Regions from separate parts of the Xenopus laevis genome. Here region 2 is linked to region 1. The links are chromatin contacts, called in public Hi-C maps. All regions are on one chromosome and are shown on one strand. The core of a region is the stretch at or near the end of the contact, and the rest is flanking DNA. Distances in the headings are between cores, read along the strand shown.

Evidence for each region. Hi-C and Micro-C count contacts between places; a contact is called where the count stands out from the background.
Region 2: a Hi-C map of the XL177 cell line shows a contact between it and region 1, with 2.6 times the contacts expected there. The contact joins two enhancer-like sites. A contact is called at or near these places in 2 of 4 Hi-C or Micro-C datasets (the XL177 cell line and the XTC cell line).

Annotation. Positions count from the first base shown.
Region 1 is chr3L:53,421,851-53,424,874 of Xenopus_laevis_v10.1, forward strand. All of the region lies in intron 2 of LOC108710972 (PDZ and LIM domain protein 7-like), which reads right to left. Among protein-coding and RNA genes, the nearest start is that of LOC121401477, 15 kb to the left of the region's middle. Within about 2 kb of position 1,606, at least 1 of the 7 cell types and tissues checked has an H3K27ac peak or open chromatin away from gene starts, as enhancers often do.
Region 2 is chr3L:53,509,280-53,512,277 of Xenopus_laevis_v10.1, forward strand. It overlaps ddx41.L (probable ATP-dependent RNA helicase DDX41), which reads right to left. Exons shown (of 17, transcript XM_018252231.2): 15 at 1,388-1,459; 16 at 1,150-1,260; 17 at 1-758. The coding sequence ends at 622. Among protein-coding and RNA genes, the nearest start is that of ddx41.L, 9.6 kb to the right of the region's middle. Within about 2 kb of position 1,687, at least 1 of the 7 cell types and tissues checked has an H3K27ac peak or open chromatin away from gene starts, as enhancers often do.

The sequences.
Region 1 (3,024 bases), core at 356-2,855:
CACGTCAGAATTCATTTGGCTGCTTCTGTCCTGTGTCACATCATGGATAAACACTAGTGTCCCAGTGCCACTGGCAGCCATGCACGGCCAAGCCATCACACTGCCTCCGCCATGTTTTACAGATGATGTGGTATGCTTTGGATCATGAGCTGTTCCATGCCTTCTCCATACTTTTTTCTTGCCATCGTTCTGGTAGAGGTTGATCTTTATTTCATCTGTCCAAAGAATGTTTTTCAAGAACTGTGCTGGCTTTTTTAGATGTTTTTTAGCAAAATCCAATCTAGCCTTTCTATTCTTGATGCTTATGAGTGGCTCGCACCTTGCAGTGCACCGTCTGTATTTACTTTTATGCAGTCTTCTCTTTATGGTAGACTTGAATATCGATACACCTACCTCCTGGATAGAGTGTTGTTCACTTGTTTGGCTATTGTGAAGCAGTTTCTCTTCACCATGGAAATGATCATCCACCACTGTTGTCTTCCTTGGACGTCCAGGTCTTTTTGCGTTGCTGAGTTCACCAGTGCTTTCTTTCTTTCTCTGGATGTTCCAAATTGTAGATTTTGCCACTCCTAATATTGTAGCAATTTCTCTGATGGGTTTTTTCTGTTTTTGCAGCTTAAGGATGGCTTGTTTCACCTGCTTGGAGAGCTTCTATGACCGCATGTTGTCTGTTAGCAGCAAAATCTTTCACATACAAGCACCCCCCTCAAATCAACTCCAGGGCTTTTATCTGCTTCATTGATAGACATAACAAAGGAATTGCCCACACCTGCCCATGAAATAGCCTGCGAGTCAATTGTCCAATTACTTTTGAGCCCCTGAAATTAAGCGATTGTTTTAAAAAAAGGCTTTAGTTCCTCACATTTTTATGCAATCGTTTGTTCAACCCACTGTATTAAAGCTGAAAATCTACAGTTCAACTGCATCTGAGTTGTTTCATTTAAAATGCATTGTGTTAATGTACAGAACCAAAATTAGAAAAAAAAAGTCTGTCCAAATATTTATGGACCTAACTGTATATATATTTTTTGCCTGTTCAAACAAGCATTTATAAATTAATAGGGCCAAGCGTGGTTCCTTTTGGAATGGTGCTTCGGTACCAGGTCTGGACTGAGAGTCAAAATAGGCCCATGCATTTTAAGTACAAAGAGGCCCAATCAGCCTACACAGAGGCCCAAACAGCCCCCACCAGCCCACTAAATACTGACTTTTTATGGAACCTTATAGCAGCCCCTCTGGCATTTGCCAGAACCCACAGATTGCCAGTCCGGGCCTGTTCGGTGCCCCTAATCTTCCAGCATTGAAACCCTTGGCCTCTATAGTGTCTATTTGCGTGAGGATGGGAGGGGGTTGCATTGTGCCTGAGGGTGGGAGGGGATTGTATTTATAACTCAGAATTACTTCAGCTCAGCACTTTAGTAGATCAGCCACATGACAGCACCCGGGTGCCCTACCCACCTGTCTCCTTTTCTCACAGGAGAAAGACGTAAAACAAACAACTCCCTCCCTACCTCCTTGTCAGTCACACAGCACGCACTGACTTTCAGGAGTACAACTGTATTTCTCTGACATCAGTTCAACTTCACTCAGGTTTCAACATGCTTTGCATCTCATAGGGACCTTAGGATTTTCCTCTCATTTAGACACATACAGTACATATGCTTTACTGCCTCCAAATGCATGTCCCTATGCGCCGCCTATACACTTGTTTCTATTCAAAGGGCGCTCATTTACTAAGGATCTGAATTGCACTGGCCTACGAAGATGTTGCTGCCCGTTTCATTACTATAGCCAACAGCAGTATTATATCAGATTTCACTCCCCAATAACATGCGCAGGTCCTGTATTCGTCACAGCGCTGCAGCCCCAAGTCTACTTCCCTGCAGGAAAACATTGAGTTATAGCATTAAAAGACAACCTCATCAACACTGGAAGCTACAACAGGACTTTAAAAGCAAGATGTAGCATCAACTGTGGCCTTGGGAGAAAGCAAGCATCTTAACTGTAGATTCCTATTCATAGGGAATTGACAGGCCTGTAATTTTTACTACTAAGCTGGAAGGAAGGATGGGATGGGACAGTAACTGAGGGCTCATGCTTGATAAAGGGGCTTGCCCCGAAACGTTGCACGTCCGCACTTAATAAACGCAAGGGGTAACCCTGCATAAAGTTCCTTGTGTGCCAGTGTTTCCCTCACTTTATGCTAGATTGGAGGTCGCCGGACTCCTAACACTGGACACCAGGGGTTCTCGTTATCTAATCTCCAGGAGTGTGCTCGGCCTCATCTTCCTTCGCTATAGTAACTGAGGGACCTTTAACTAGAGTAGCAGTTTGCTTCTCACTGTAACAAGTTGATTCTCTCACATCATGTCTAGAAACAAACCTGAGCCAAAATCCCCACTACTTACTGCATGTTGCCTTTATATGACATCGATGGTAACACAGTGGGTCACCCCTGACTCTCCATTGTCATGTTAAAATGTGCTGGTTCGGGAAAACCGATCACCTGGTTTGGAAAGGTTGAATGCACTTCCTACACCACAGCCTGTTGCTAAAAACATAAGAAGGACGCTATTTTTTCCCAAAAAACAGGGCAACCCAAAACTATTGTGTGTGTAGAACTGTCCTTCTGTACATAAGTTTTCTACTTAAATCAGAGGGAACATATTCCTTGGCTCATCAATGGTAATCTATGTATGTTCTCAGTATATCGAGTACAAGGTACTGTTTCATTAATACAGAGAAAAGGGAAATAATTTTTAAAATTTATAATTATATTATTAAAATGGAGCCTGTAGGAGATGGCCTTCCGTAATTTGGATCTTTCAGGATAATGGACTCAATACCTGTAGTGATGTGTGGGTCGACAATGAGTCTACCCATACCAACCCTAAAGTGCCCTCTTCCAACCCATACTTGGCCCAACCCAGTGAGCTGCCATTCTTTAAGGTGTCTAATATCCTTATATTTCCCAATAAGTGGTACTTTATTTATTATAATACACAAGTTTTAGTAAGTCATGTG
Region 2 (2,998 bases), core at 437-2,936, 88 kb after region 1:
TTGGGGTCTGAAGTACTAAAAACTGATTGCTGATTAAGGAGGCTGAACAAAGACAGCCCTAAATAACAGAGCTCTAAAAGACAACTGAGGAACTGGAGGTTACTGCGGGCAGTTCCCATAACATTAGCTTCATGCAGCCAACTAATAAAAGGTTATATCTTTAAGTCCAACCTAAGCTACAATATTACATTTTGCCATTTGCCACATTAACAATTCCTAAGAAATGTTTGTGATACGAAAACTTGTATCTATTGTATCCTATAAAGAATGACAAGAAAACAAGGCAAGAGATACTTGTATTCACAGAGCTTCTTTTGAAGTGCATAATTAATTTTTTTAATGCACTCTGACCTCTTGGGCGTGAACAGGAGATCTCCCATGCTTGGCACCAGAAAAAACATTTCACAGAAAGTCAAACATCTGGTCCCTTTAGTTCAATGTTGAATACCAGTGAAAAGAGTCCAAATTCAGATCCATACAGCTGGTAAAGCTTCTGCAGTTTGTGATCTAAATGTTTCTTGCATTGTTGCAATGCAACATTACCCATGTTGAAAAATAGTGCACACTACTGGCCCCAAAGGCTTGCACACCATATCTAAGCACCCTGGATGTGTCTCTTCCTCAGAAATCCATTGAGCTGGTAGCAAGGTAATCCTTCCTTCCAATGGTGCTGACTTGCTTTGTCTGCATGGCTTCCAACTTGGGGCAGTCTGTGATACGATGGCCCAGACCTCCACAAAAAGCACAACCTCTTTCATCTGAGAAGAAATAAAGCAGTCAATACATGGTAATAAAGCTCAAAGTCCTTTAGTGTATATACCCCTTAACAAGAAAACAGTGTCAAGATCAAAGATGTTCTTCTACAATTATCATCAATATTGCAATATATCATAAAGGCAGACTAAATTGTTTTAGAGCAATATTAATATGCACCCCTATAGTTGTTTTCCATTCATAAACAAATGCCCTTTATTTATTCAGCTTCATTGCATGCACTGGGTTGTGGTTAAATGATGGATGAATTATAATAATAATAATTAAATAATAATTTTGGATATGAATGATGCACGTATGTATGTATGTATGTATATAGTATGTATGTATGTATGTACGTAAGTATGTTGATGCAGTTTAAATAGAATTGCTCACCTCCAAATTCCAGCATGGTTTCATCACTGCTATTAAGCACCTGCAGAACAGGGGGCAAACGCTGCTTTGCCTCCATGAGCAGAGCCTTCAGATCCATCAGAACTGATTCATCTGTAAGGAAAAAAAAAGTTAGGCCGATGACAAACTTTAAAAAGTAAACAGTAAAAAAATGTTAATTGCATGAGATGTTTCTCATTTAATGTCAGTCGTATAACATCTCTCTTTCAGTGCTACTTACCACAAGACTTGTTTATAAAGGTAGTTGCAATTCCAGTGTTACCAGATCGACCAGTACGTCCTATTCTGTGAACTGCAAAGGCAGAGTGAGAAATGGTTATAGGGAGGGCCCCTTAGAAGTACACTGATAAGACACAACTATCAATTCAAGTCCTAAATCCAAAGTAAAATTTGAGGCAATTCTTTTCCGTACATTTCTGATATATTACAAAGAGTTATAGTCATAGTGTAATTACACACAAGGAGGATATTACAGAGGAAGAGAAAAACGAGAGAGCTTTTTGAACATTTTGAGCTTTCATTGTTTTTACCCTCCCATGAGCATTACTATGCAGCCCACACAGTGCAGAGGTTGGGGTACAAGCATGCACACGAGCAAGTGCCCCCAGCTCATTCATTATTCAAATGTGTGTGACGTATGATCAGAGGACACATCGACTGCTCAAGCTTATTGTTTGAGCTAAAACAGGGCAAACAGTGAAATTGAAGCTACTCCATGTTTGGGCCTTTGCAAAAAAGATTATATTACAACTTCTCTTATGTAAAGGGATTAACTGTGCACTGGTAATCGAATTATCTAACTCACAAGGAACAAACATGGAGTAGCTTGATTTCCCTGTTTAGCTCAAGACATAACAAAAACCATAAATTGTTTGTGTGATTTAAACAATACGCAAAAAGTATGTTCAGCACAAGCCCTATATTATGTTGCACAAGGAGTTTAAAGAAACAGTTCAGTGTACAAATAAAAACTGGGTAAATAGATAGTATGTGGAAACCAGGTGAGCTGCAAAGCAGGAAGTAGTGTTCTGGCTATTATGTTAGACATCCAGTCACTCCAGCCTTTATACATTACATTTTTGCCTAATTATATTAAAAACATTTTTTTATTTTGCACAGTCTATTTACCCAGTTTTTATTTTTACACTGAACAATTCCTTTAAATAAGAATAAAGAAAGTGTATCCATTAAGCTTTAGAGGACAGTGTCTGCAGTATGAAGATGGCCAATGAAGAACATCATATAATGCAGAACAATTGACCGAATAAACACTTCACCTCTTGACTAATAAAATTCAGCGTTTTATGTTCATGAAAATTGGTTGTAATTTTATCATAAGGTTTAAAAAAAGGATGAGAATTAAATGTCTCCTTCCACTGGTTCTCAGAGAAGTATGGATGCCTTCCATTTATCATCGGTTTTATAAAAGAGCTAGGGAACAGGCAGGTGGGGTGAAAGTTAAAACAGATCCCCACTGGTGACCCCAAATATTCTTATATGGAGTAGGATTACCTCTGCTCCCATCATCATTTATCAGTAAGTTATGCAGCAATTTTAATTTACTTGACTGGGGCAATCAGACCAGTAACTGGATCAACTCTGTACTTGATGGATTCAATACTGAACCACAAGGCAGTCCACTAAAAACCTTACGTCAAGTAACTTTATTTGTCATGACCTGTCCTTCATAAAGCTATACTGATTAGTAACTATAACACTTTTCTACAGAACAAAATCTTCAATGTGATTCAATGTAATTTACAATTACAAACAGGGGTTAAAAATAGCATCAGAGGACCCTGCTCAAAAGTGCTTTAAATCGAAACCTTAT